Regions from separate parts of the Sus scrofa genome. Here all the other regions are linked to region 1. A link is a contact called in public HiChIP or PLAC-seq data. All regions are on one chromosome and are shown on one strand. Each heading gives the region's core, a stretch centred on a gene start, on an enhancer-like site or on the middle of the called end of the contact. The rest is flanking DNA. Distances are from core to core; before and after follow the strand shown. Region 1 holds the start of ARL14EPL (ARL14 effector protein-like). Region 2 has its middle 51 kb from the start of LVRN. Region 3 holds the start of AP3S1 (AP-3 complex subunit sigma-1).

Region 1 (4,244 bases), core at 1,583-4,082:
AATGACCGTATCTACACGAAACAGTGCCTGTTATTTTCCAGAACTGCTTGCTTGACACCCTATATTTCTGGTTTATATGACACCCTATATTTCTGTAAGTATGTGTGAATTAAAAGCTTTCACCTAAGGCTTCTCAGCATATTAACCATGTCCCAGGCTGACAGGTAAAAGAAAAGCCCAAAGTAAATCGGGTTTAGCACTAAATGAGTTGGACCAAGCCACTGTTTCCCTGTGTGTTAAAATCAGCATAACTAAAATGACCTGAGTTGGTTATTACGCCATTATCCTTCAGTTTCAAATCCACATTTTTGTTCTCAGCTGTGTGGTGTTGGGACTGAGCCTCTCTACAAACCACATTTCGATTTTGCAAGTTCTGCCAACAGGGGGCGCTGAGGGTCAAGGGAAGACTGGAGGAGGAGAAAAGGAGCTTACACTTCCCTGTTTGCCTCTCGTTTCTACCAGCAGCACTTCAGCCCTTCCTCTTGTCAGTAGCTGTTGGATTCCAATTTTCAGAATGCCCACCCCTATCCCTATCCACAGCCCCCTGGGCCAGCCCAATTTGTCCCCTGAGCAAAACCAGCACCAGCTTCCCAGAGCCCAACCTCCACCCCCCGCCATTGGTGTCCCACAAAGGTGAGACACAACTGGAGAAGTTCTCTCCAAGTAGTGAGGGGTCTAAGCCCCACAGTGGCCTTCCCAGCCACAGAGTCCTGCACTGGGAAGGCAACCCCCTGTGACATTTGGCTTTGAAGGCCAGTGGCACTTACTTTTAGGGAGAGCCGGAAGAGGAATAGTTTCCCCTCTTAAAGGGCCCACACAAAATCTCACTCCCTGGGACCCATGGCAGAAACAGTCATTTGAAACGTAACCGTGTCAGACCACTTGCTGATCTTGGAGAGCCTCTTGGAGAGGCAGGGGGAGATTGGGACTCACCCAGGAGACACAGAAGCTGAAGGAGCCATTTGTGGGAGCTCATCCAACCACGAGGACACTGGTGGTGGTAAAAACGACATTTCAGAATCCTCCCTTCAGGGCGGGGACCTGGCCCCACCCACCAGCCAGCCAGCACCAGACCTGGAATGCCCCAGGCCAAGCACCTAGCTGGGGAGGGACACAGCCCCACCCATTAGCAGGCAGCCTGCTGAAGGCTCTTCTGAACCTTGGCCATGCCGGACACAGCCCCACCCATCAGATGGCTGGCACCAGCCCCTGGGACTCTTGTGACAAATGCACCCATCAGAGGGGCCTTAGTCCCTCCCACCTGTGAGCAAATACCAACTTTAGGACTCCTGGGGCCCCACAGCTAGAGACCCCAGGACTGGATCTGCCTACCATTGGGCCAGCATTAGCCCTGGGATCTGGCCTCAACCACCAAAGGGCAGAAACCAGCCTAGGGACCTTCTGCCCACAGCCGTGCACACAAATGGGCAGACACAAGCCCTGGGACCACTGAGGTCCCACAGCCAGCTGTGTCAAGACCTGGCCTATCCACCAGCAGGCTAGCACCGTTCCATGATATTTTGGGCCCCAGACTTGCCTGACAGCATAATGACACCAGTTCTGGGACACCCCAGACCCTGCAACCACAGCCCCACCCACCAGCAGGCTGAACAGGCTCCAGGAACACTGACTTAGCAGCCAGCCACCCTGAGATCTGGACCCACCCACCAGTGGGTCAGTACTAGCTCTAGGATCCCCCTGGGCTTGGAAGCTAGCAGCCTTATGGCCCAGCCTTGCCCACCAGTGAGCAGTCACCAACACTGGGACTCCCCTGGCCATGTAGCCAGCCATGTCAAGACCCAGCCCCAACCCACCAGGGCCAGAAACCCCCATACAAGGCAGGGCCTGACAACCAACCAGACTGGGGGCCAGCCATGCTTACCACTGCAGCCTGGGTAGTCAGCCTGCCACAACAGAAGGATCAGGCAGCCCACATAGAGAGCATCTAGAGCATATAGCCCTGGTGACCAGAGGTGAATGAGCTTCTGGGGCCCATAGGATATATACTGCATAAAGCCACTTCTTCAAGATCAGGAAACATAACCAACATTCCAAATACATAAAAATAAAAACATTGAATTAGGCTGTTTTCTGAGCCTTCGTATTTGGAATATGTTCCAAATGAAGGAAAAAGATAAAACCCCAGAGGAAGAACTAAAAGAAGTGGAGATACACAATGTAACTGACAAAGAGTTGAAAGTAATAATCATAATGATACTCAAACACTCAGGAGAAGAATGGATGAACACAATGAGGAGTTTAACAAAGAGTTAGAAAATGTAGAGAAGAAGCAAACAGCTGAGGAATACAATAACTGAAATAAAAAAAATACTAGGAAGAATCAACAATAGATTAGATGTACAAAGGAATGGTTCAGCAAACACAGAGTAGTGGAAGTCACTCAAGCTGAAGAGAACAAAAGAAAAAATCATTTTAAAAAATGAGGACAGTTTAAGAGATCTTTGGGACAACATCAAGCATACCAACATTCACATTATAGGGGTCCCAGAAGGAGAGAGAGAGAGAAAGGAGAAGTGGACACATGTGAAAATATAACAGCTAAAAGAAGGAAACAGATATACAGGTCCAGGAAGCACAAGGGGTTCCAAATAGGTCAACCCAAAGAGGACCACACCAAGACACACCGTAATTAAAAAGACAAAAATTAAAGCTAAAGAAATAATAGCAGGCGTTCCCCGGTGATACAGTGGGTTAAGGATCTGGCCTTGTCACTGTTGTGGCCCAGTAACTTCCTCATACTGTGCACACAGCCAAAAAAAGAAAAAGAGAAAAGAAAAGAAAAAGAAAGAATATTAAAAGCAGCAAGAGAAAAGCAACACATTACAAGCAAGGGAACTCCCATAAGGCTATCAGCTGACTTTTCAGCAGTTACTCTGCAGACCAGAAGGAAGTGTCATAATATATTTAATTTGATGGAGAGTACTCAAAAAATTAAAAATAGAACTACCATATGGTTGAGTAATTCCACTCTTGAGTATTTATCCAAAGAAAATAAAAACACTAATTAGAAAAGACATATGCATCCCTATGTTTATTGCAGCATTATTTACAATGGCCAAGATATGGAAGCCACCTAAGTGCCCATTATTGGATGATTAGATAAAAAATATGTGGTGTATACAAATACAATGAATACTAGCCACAAAAAATTAAATTTTGCATTTTGCAACAAGATAGATGGACCTAGAGGGTATTATGCTAAGTGAAATCAGTCACAGAAAGACAAATAATGTATGAGTTCACTTATATGTGGAATCCAAAAAATAAGACAAATGAACAAACATAACAAAATAGAAACACAGTCATAGATACAGAGAATAAACAAGTGGTTGCCAGAGGGAAGGGGGTTATGGGGAAGAGAATAGTGGGTGAGGGAGATTAAGAAGTGCAAACTTCCAGCTACAAAATAAAGGCCACAAGTATGAAATGTACAGTATGGGGAATACAGTCAATAGTTCTGAATAGCTTTGTATGGTGACAAATTACAACTCGACCTATCATGCTTATCATTTTGAAATGTATATAAATCATGAATCACTATACCGTGTACCAGGAACTCACATCATATTGTATGTAGGTCAACTATACTTCAAAAACAAAGACACAAAACTCATAGTTGGAAGAGAGAAAAAGAGGAGGAGAAAGCAGTGAGATGATACATGACAGGATTATTGAAAGATAAGATTGGAGAAAATAGAGGAAATATGAAGCTGATATTTAAGAAAATTTAGGAAGATGTTACACGTGTAACAATTTTATGGCTTAACTTTTAAGTTGCTAAATTTAAAGAAAAAACTCTCTGACCTATGATGTATGGTCAAGTCTGTGCAGAGTGTACTTCGGTTTGTCCTCATGGCCAAGTCCTATAGCCTCCTGTTCCCACTCCGGGAGTATCTTCTTGTGAAGTGAATAAGAAAGTGAACCTTTGTCTTGCATTTCAATTTGAGGCTGCATTAACTTACACAAGAAATTGGAAAAAAAAAAAACACCTTAGATCACACTATCTTCAGTCTATATAGCATATTTAAAGGCTTTTAATTGACATATTCTTTAATCTTTATAACATCACTTTGAGGTAGATAGGAGATCTGTACTTTTACCCCATTCTATTCAAATTCAAAATTAAAAAACAAAATCAAAATTAAAACAAGAATTAAATGGTATACACACAAAGTCTAGAGTAAGATGATTTGCCTTAGCAGTCCTGATTACATCAGGTGTGA
Region 2 (4,442 bases), core at 1,910-4,409, 130 kb after region 1:
AAATTTTCTAAGCTTGCTGGTTGTGAAGCATAACGTTCTTTATTCAAAACAGATTTTTTTTTTTTTAAAAGGAGCTGCTCTTGTTAAACTTGGAAAGGAAACAATGGAAAGCTCCTGGTCTAGAGGACTGCTGAAGGTCCTTGCTGAAACCGTCCCGAGCACTCCTTCCTCATGCCCTGCACCCTCCTGCCACACAGATGATGTCTTGTCCTACACATACACACACACGCACACGCAGCCGATATCCACTTGAGGGACCCTTACAGCAGATACCCACTCAAGGGAATCTTACAGTTGCAAGGTGATACTCAAATATCAGACCTGTTATTATTTCCGGCAGATGGGAAGGAAGATGTCAAAATGATTTGGGCCACACTCTGTGATAGTCAGTTGGAAATACAGCCATGGCAGAACAATTCTTGATAAATTGGATAAATGGAATAGAAAATTCTATGGAGGAGTTTTATTTATTTTTTCATCTTTTTTGTCATTTTAGGGCCCCAGCTGTGGCATATGGAGGTTCCCAGGCTAGAGGTCTAATCAGAGCTGTAGCTGCCAACCTACACCGCAGCTCAGGCCAATGCCAGATCCTTAACCCACTGAGCAAGGCCAGGGATCGAACCCACAACCTCATGGTTCCTAGTCGGATTCATTTCCTAGATTCATTTCTGCTACAGCATGATGGGAACTCCTATAGAGGAATTTTATACTGGTTGGTAGACCCTGACTTTGCATGGAAGGAAATGGGAACTCAATAAATAGCTCTCGGTTCGAGATCCTTAGTTTGCCAGAGGCTGAGAGGGTTACCAATGTCTCGCTGCTCTGCACAGTTCTTCACTTCCTGCAGGCCTCCCTTCTACCATTTAAGATGTGCCACCCTGGCTTATCCCAACAGACCAAGAACTCAGAGACCCCTTCCCATGGCTGGATGTCAAAAGTCTCTAGCCTGTAAGAATCTCCTCCAGCATGCTGCTGTTAGCTTCCAAAGCTCTGGTTTTCCTTAGACCCTGGGGAGGGGGGTTAGGCAGATCCACTGGTACCTCTGCTTCACCAGCTGGTAAAATAGAAACATGGAATTCTAAGCATGCAGCTGGCTTAGAACTACTCCTACACTGATCTGTAGCTTTCCCAGTATTACCCAAAGGTGGAACAAAACTATTATAAACACCTCTTGGTAAGCCAAGCAATATATCAACACTGAATGAACTTGGGAGCAAGGAAATATTGAAGTATTTACCCAGAACTACATCACATGGATGGACAAATCAGAATCGATGAGGGACTAGAGTGAGTCCTAGTATTCTCCTCTTGTACCAGGAGTTGACTTTTAGTTGATAAATTATGTTATGGGTTGAATTGTGTCCTTCCCCCAATTCATATCTTTAAGTCCTAATCCTCAGTACCTCAGAATGTGACCTTATTTAGAAATCAGGTCATTATAGATATATTTAGTTAAAATGAGATTACCCTGGAGTAGACACCTACTCCAATATGACCAGTGTGCTTATGAAATGGGGACATCTGAACACAGACCCTCACACAGGGGGACACCAAGTGACATGAAGGCAGACATCAGAGCAGCATGTCTATGAGCCAAGCAAGACTATCAGAAAATTCCCAGGAGCTGGAGGAAAGGGCTGGAACAGATCCTGCCCTGAGCACCTTCAAAGAGAGCATAAGCCTGCCAACACCTTGATGTCAGGTTTAGAATCCTAGCCTCCAGAACCATAAGACAATAAATTTGTGTGTATAAGCCATCCAGCTTGTGGCATTTTGTTATAGCAGTTCTAGCCAACTGATTCAGATGATACAGATGATGAAGAGGTCTGGGAGTCCCAGGGGTGGGGCCTGGGTGGCAGATAGAAACATTTGGAGGCTTGCAGCCGTGCCTAGTTTCCAACAGTATAGAGGCATGTCAGTATTTGCACCATCAGCTTCACCCCACCCCTGCATGCAAACTGATTATCAGGCCCAAATGCACCGTGGGGTGCTGTCTCTCACTTCCAGGGACATATAAGAGGAAAGAGGACTACCTTTTCAGGAGAGTTAGCACCTGCTTTAATAGGGGACTGGAGAAGAAGAATCTTATTTAGGGCTATTTTAGCGGTGTGAGTAATTCAATGCTCCATTCTGTATTGAACACCTGCAATGAATTGCTAGGGTGACCTAGGCATTGACAGAGAAAACAGAAGTCTAAGATTCAGTCTCTGATCTCCTATAACTTACAGTCTCAAAGCAATTGAAACCTAAGTGCAACAGGACTTATATAAATCATTATTATTATTATAAGAATCAGCTCAGATAACTACATTGAGATTCCTATCTGAGAGCTCTCCTTTTTTTTCCTTTTTTTTTTTTTTTTTTTTTTTTTTTTTTGAGCAGGCTAGGAACCTGCTCATGTGTTGAATTGGAGCTACAGCTGCCGGCCTAGGCCACAGTCACAGCAACACAGGATCCAAGCCATGTCTGTGACCTCCGCCATAGCTCATGACAATGCCAGATCCCCAGCGAGGCTAGGGATCTAACCCACATCCTCATGGATACCAGTCAGATTCGTTTCCACTGCACCACAACAGGAACTCCCCGAGAGCTCTTCTTGAGATGAATGGCGATGAAACGCTCAAGCTGACAGTTCCCCTCTCCTGCTGCTTCTCTCCCTGCTCCAGTGTGCTAGTAGCTATGAGCATCTCTTTGATTGTAGGCTTCTTCTAAAAGAAGTCAAACAGACCGCTATGCTTTCCACATGTGATGTCAATGTTCTCACAGTTGGTTGTTTTTTAAGTCTCATTCTTGACATTTTAATTCATTTTACATTGGCATTCTGTGAGTCCAGCCTGGTTGTGAAATGTTAGGGTGGTTCGTTGGTGTTTCATTAACTTCCCCTCAAACTTACCAAGATTTCTAAACCACTTAGGGCATGTGGATGTGGGCCAGACACACAAATAAGAGCTGTACATCAACTTTTCTAGAAAAAGCCAAGGGGGGTTTCTCTGCGGGGCGAGGAAAGCAGGTCTGACTGACAGGAAGAGGGAGGGAATGGGCGAGGCCAAATTGAAAGTCTTCCCAGAAGTGGCAGAATTTACTAAGGGACATACTAGGACATAGGCCTGGCAGGAACACACCGCCCTTTTCTGTCCTGTTTACACCAGGAGCAGAGCCGAGGCTCCACACCCCACCTCTGAATGACAACACGCACCATCGAAGGACGTGGCCAGCTCCCACCTCTCAGAGAATTACAGCTGGGGATTCCAAAGGCTCTAAGTCTGGCCACACAACCCAGGAGGAAGCTCCCACATCTGTTCCCTCTGTCTCTGGGGCCAGTCTGGATTCCATGAAGCCAAAGGGCAAAATGTGTGTTATTTCCTCTGGCCAGAAACACAGCGTCTTTAGAAATCAAAATTCACTTTGACTTTTCTTCCCTTTCATAAGTTGTTTTTGATATTGGGTTTTGTTTCTCTTCTAGCCTGATTTTTTCCAAGGCTACTTCAAATGTTAAACGTGGACAAACACTCAAAAAGAAAAATGGCTGCCCCTACAGATTCTGAAGTGTGTCGAGGTGTTTTATTTATAAACACTTGAATTGAATCTCCGTCAAACTCCTGTTGGATCTGTCTGGATCTTTCCATTACCCTAACTGCCTCAGGGGTGCCACTGGCGTGGTATAAGTAACATGTGACTTTTATCATCTCTGTCCCAGTTATCAACACTTCATGAATGATACCACTGACCTGCACACAGCTGTGTTGATGCCATACACAAAGGATTAAATGAGGTTTCCTTTTCATTTCAGTCCTAGTCCTAGAGTTGGTCTGCTGGTTACAAATTCTTCAAGAACTCTGTCAGCCTGTGACTGTCTATAGACAAATACCTGCTCCAGGGCAGGGCTGTCAGAAGAGAGTTGACTGGCACTTAGGGAGGCTTTAACACTTTGCTAGTAAAACCTTAACATACTCCTGAGAAGACAAACAGTAGAGTCATGTTTATATCCAGACTGTATCAGTTTCAGTAATCTGGGGGAATTAAAGCACTAGGACAAAAAAAAAAAAAGAAACTCAAAATGCAGGCCAGTGGAAGAGTAAAACATTTAGAAGAATTTTAATATTTTCTCCTTTCTCGTTCATTTCTGTTTGAGTTGGTTTTTTCCCTTGGAAATCCACGTATGTGAACACTTGACTAGTTTTAGCCAGATGTTTGTGGGCTCTCGGCCTGGTGTACAGAAAAGCAGAGAAATCTGGGAGGAAGATGAGGACTCCAGGCAATGGAAGTGAGATTCAGACCCCAGTTGTTGTTGCTGTCGCTGGACTCTGATGATTGCTGAAAACTCAGTCTGTTTTGTATGTTTACTGAGGAGTGTCAGCTTTCAGGGTAAATGTTTTCAACATCTTCTGTTACTTTACAGTGGAGCTGAGGTCTATTTCTACAATGCTTAGGGCACCTAGCAC
Region 3 (3,923 bases), core at 809-3,308, 230 kb after region 1:
AAAAACACATTTTCTTGCTTCACTACTGGAACATACCACTTCTACACTGCAAATGGATGGCAGAGGCAAAATGGCTAAAAGAAAAGATTCCTTCAGTAAAGGCTAGTACTATATTTTAAGCAAACGGGTAACAATGTAAACTCAAGGGGATTTTTTTCCACTCAAGAATCAACTAGAATTGTATCCTGGATTAAAGAATGATATGGACTTTTTAGAGCTTTATTGTTTAAATTATGTTTATTGTTTAAATTAAAACCAAACAAGAGTAGTGGAAAATATTCTTTATTGCCAGCAAAAGCAAACTACTTAAGGAAATGAGGAATGAGCTCAAGATTTCTCACTTCAACTAACACCTCCACAGACTGCATTATCGTTTTTAGGCAAAGTGACATTTTCACATTCAATTTTTAATGGCAGGAATGATTTCCATCTGGGATTTATCTGCATAAAAGTGTTAGCCTTGGCACAATTTCAATATTTAACTGAAAGTTTATTTTTGGCTCTAAGCAAAATGCCCCAACACCACACATAGGTATATCTCTACATTATTCCTACCACAGAGTCCAATTTCATGTTTTACCTCGTGGTGGATTTTGCCCTCAGATACGCACACCTGTCTATGACCCTCCCTCAACCAATGATAACTTATCGTCATCACCTTGAAACCTTCTGCATTTTTCAACAGTATGTACCCGTTTAAAAGAGTTTAATATTACTACTTCTCGTAAGTAGCAGAAAAGCTATAAATTAGGGAAAATTCCCTTACGTAGACAAATGCCAAACCAGCCGCTGAAATTCTAACTTTGAGATATAGAATCACAGTTCTAATCGGTCAAATACAATGGTCGCCAGTTATTCCAAGAGTAAATAAATTGTAGCCACCAAGGGGAACAGCCACAGGAAAACGTTAAGTCCTCACTTATCTTTTTCCTTTAAAAGGAGACACCTGAAAGCCACAGTGGGCAGTGTATCACGTATGGCAGCCTAACAGGAGAGACTATACAGAGCGTGCAGGTCTCCAACGCAGGAAGCCAAAGTTCCTGCGCGACGAGAGGATTACGGCGAAAAGCAGTAGCCCATGAGCCCACAGGAAAAGAGAAAGAAGTCCACCAGGAAAGGCTGGAACTCAGGGAGGTGGGGCTGCGAGGCAACCGGCCCCGCTCGGTCTCCCTGGGCGGCTAACACAAGCCGCGGGCAGCGGAAAGGCGAGAGCGCCGGGTGGGCTCGCGGCGCAGGTGGGCTGCGGATGCCAGACCGGCTTCGGCCCAGCACCGGGAAGTCTCCAGAGCCTCGCCCATTCAGCCAGGAAACCACCCAGCCCACAGACGGGCGGAGGAGCCGCCTGGACAGAGCCACGTCGGAGGAAGGGAGCGCGGCGGGAAGTGGGCACCTCGCTCACACCCACCCGGAGGCTGACAGCCGCGAGCGCGAGACGGCCAGGGCGCGAGCAGGGCCGCGGCGCGCCTGAGGGGGTCGCCCTGAGGGCGCAGCCGGCAGCCAACGACTCCCCCTCGCCCGGGTTGGCGGCGGCAGGGTACTCACGTAGGGCTGGTAGAACTTGGAGAGCCGCGGCTTCCCGTGGTTATTAAAGATGAGGATCGCCTTGATCATGGCTGAGCCGGGCCCACCGGGTGGGAGCTGGGGGCCAGGGCGGGGGCGGGCGCGCGAGGCTCGCCTCGGATCTCTCTGGCGATCCTTCCCCACCCGCCCCCTCCCGCACGCGCGCGCGCGCGCGCGCCTCCAGGCTGCGGGGCGGGGCTTGGGTGGGGCGGGGCCTGGGCGGGGCCAGCGCGGAGGGAAGCGGAAACAGCTTCAGGCCGGAGCGCCTAGCAAAGCGGCGCTTGCGCATTCGGCAGCTCGTGGGGCCGTTGCTCACCGAACATTTCCGGAGATTTGTTGTCTTGGGGGAAGCAGTTGCGTTATCAACGGTCAGAAGACTGCAGCAGGTTGGACATAGGGGACCAGGCTGCAATACTGACTTTCGTAGTAGGTTGGATACCCGCCTACTCCGGCGCCTTCCTAGCGACTCTCACCAGCTCAAAGCCCGCCCACGACGCGCGCGGAGCGACCACTTCCGCCCTCACCTCTCTCGGTGCAAGATGGCAGAGGAGCCGGAGTCTGCGCTGCAGCTCCCGCCCGCAACTGCTGCTGAGGGCGATGGACCTACGGAGGTCTCCCCAGAAACTGCCACTCCGGAACCCCCTTCTTCCGCTTCAGTTTCCCCCGGAACAGAAGAACCTGCCGGTGACACCAAGAAAAAAAGTAATTTTCGAGAAGTTTCACTTTGGGCAGAGAAGCTTAAGCCTTCCTTACAGTTCAAGTAGGGATGGCAGCTAATGAAAATTAGAGGAGGGCGGGTTCCAGACCAGGGCCGGCTCAAGACGAGGTTTTTGAGCAGGAGAGAGGAAGTATACTTTTCGGCTTTTAAGACGTTTGCCTTGAGTGCCTTTCAGGAAGCTATCTCTGGACGCACATGAGTGCCACAGCATTTAGTATGCTGTGCTCGCATCTTCCTTTGAATCGGGCAGACCGTGAGCTATCGGAAGGTGGGCGCTCATTGGGACCTCAGTAGTTCCAGATGCTTAATGAGGAACCTAATAATTTGAGTAATGATTTTAGGTGATAGGGATGGTCAGTGGTAAATCAATTAAAATCCACACCTTCCGATTAGGTTGCTGTGTTTTAATCAGTTAGTGTGAATTGGACCAAAAACGGGAGATTTACCCAGTATGAAGAATGCTAAGAGAGAATTAAAGGCATAGGCATCACTCTTTTAAATAAACAGAACAAAGCAAAACACCTTTTTGGAACGCTTGTAAATGAATCATTTCATTGCTTGAACTAGCTGTCTTCAGCCTTTATTTCTTGAGAATTAGTTCACCATTGTAAAATACAGAAATTCCTAAATGGGACACTCTGTAGAGTTGCTGAGAAAAGCAGGAAATCAACATCCCCTGTTGAAAGAGGTTGACCCTGGCCATGAGACAGGCTTTCTCAGACCAGAGTCTTATTAAAGTGTAGGTATCCTACGTTGTGCTTAGTGATCCCATGCCCTTTCATCCAACCTCACTTTCTGCTGCTAGGGAGGATAATTGTCTCTCCTAGCACGGTCCCCTTTTTAAATCACACTGCCTCTACATTTGGTGGAAATCTGTTCAGTTATTTCCACATGATGCACCAGTAGAGAAATAGAAACCTATGATTAGTTATGTGGCTAACTGCTAGAATCTTTCTTTAAATGAATCCCCTTAATTTTATAGATTGTGGTTACCCCTTTTTCCTATCAGTTTACTATAAGCAGGAACAGACTTTCAAAGGGTTTGTCTTAGTATCTAGCAGTCTTAGTCAACAGCTTACTATGTACTTGACCGTGAAGGCTTTTGTGTAAAACAGTGGCTAAAAGTAATGACCCACCTCCCAGATATGGCCTGGAGTTATGTATAATGTTTCCTTAAGTCTGCACAATTTATGTTTTTTAGCCATCAATTAAAAATCAAATTTTCATTTTCTAGTTCCTGGGAGCATTTAGGCTCTGTGATATAAAACTTATTTGTAGTTGTTGAATTTCTACCCTGAAATTATTGTCGTTTTTTGAGGACCTTTTCTGATGAAACCTTAAATATTTCATATGTTCTACCTTTGGTTTAATTTTCAGATTAGTGAAGGTGAGGAAGTTTGCTGGTTGTGATGGCACATTAGGATCACCAGGGGGAGCTTTTGAACATATCGGTGTCAAGGTGCTACCTCCAGAAGATTCTGATTTAATTGATGTAGACATCTGTGTTCTTGTAAATGTTCCCCCATTTGGGTCTGATGTGTAGCTACAGTTGAGATACACCAATAAGTAACCTTTAGAAGTTAAAAAATAGAGTTATAATAAATATTTTTCATTCTCTAAACATCTTAACTCTCCCCCTTTGCTT

Evidence for each region. HiChIP or PLAC-seq counts read pairs in DNA pulled down with a chosen protein or histone mark.
Region 2: an H3K27ac HiChIP or PLAC-seq map of alveolar macrophages shows a contact between it and region 1. The contact joins the enhancer-like site here to the promoter of ARL14EPL in region 1. A contact is called at or near these places in 17 of 47 Hi-C or Micro-C datasets (adipose tissue, alveolar macrophages, brain and 10 more) and 2 of 2 datasets of contacts at active chromatin or transcription factors (alveolar macrophages and skeletal muscle).
Region 3: a contact with region 1 is called in an H3K27ac HiChIP or PLAC-seq map of alveolar macrophages. The contact joins the promoter of AP3S1 here to the promoter of ARL14EPL in region 1. A contact is called at or near these places in 2 of 47 Hi-C or Micro-C datasets (embryonic fibroblasts and subcutaneous adipose tissue) and 2 of 2 datasets of contacts at active chromatin or transcription factors (alveolar macrophages and skeletal muscle).

Annotation. Positions count from the first base shown.
Region 1 is chr2:120,193,511-120,197,754 of Sscrofa11.1, reverse strand. It overlaps ARL14EPL (ARL14 effector protein-like), which reads right to left and starts at 2,832. Exons shown (of 4, transcript XM_013995047.2): 1 at 934-2,832. It overlaps LVRN (aminopeptidase Q), which reads right to left. Exons shown (of 19, transcript XM_013995045.2): 19 at 4,027-4,244.
Region 2 is chr2:120,064,323-120,068,764 of Sscrofa11.1, reverse strand. No RefSeq gene overlaps it. Among named protein-coding and RNA genes, the nearest start is that of LVRN, 51 kb to the left of the region's middle. Within about 2 kb of position 3,159, at least 11 of the 83 cell types and tissues checked have an H3K27ac peak or open chromatin away from gene starts, as enhancers often do. A contact at or near this core is called in adipose tissue, alveolar macrophages, fetal skeletal muscle and 4 more, where this site is marked.
Region 3 is chr2:119,963,674-119,967,596 of Sscrofa11.1, reverse strand. It overlaps AP3S1 (AP-3 complex subunit sigma-1), which reads right to left and starts at 2,058. Exons shown (of 6, transcript XM_021084654.1): 1 at 1,543-2,058. The coding sequence starts at 1,611. ATG12 (autophagy related 12) reads left to right here and starts at 1,895. Exons shown (of 4, transcript NM_001190282.1): 1 at 1,895-2,262. The coding sequence starts at 2,100.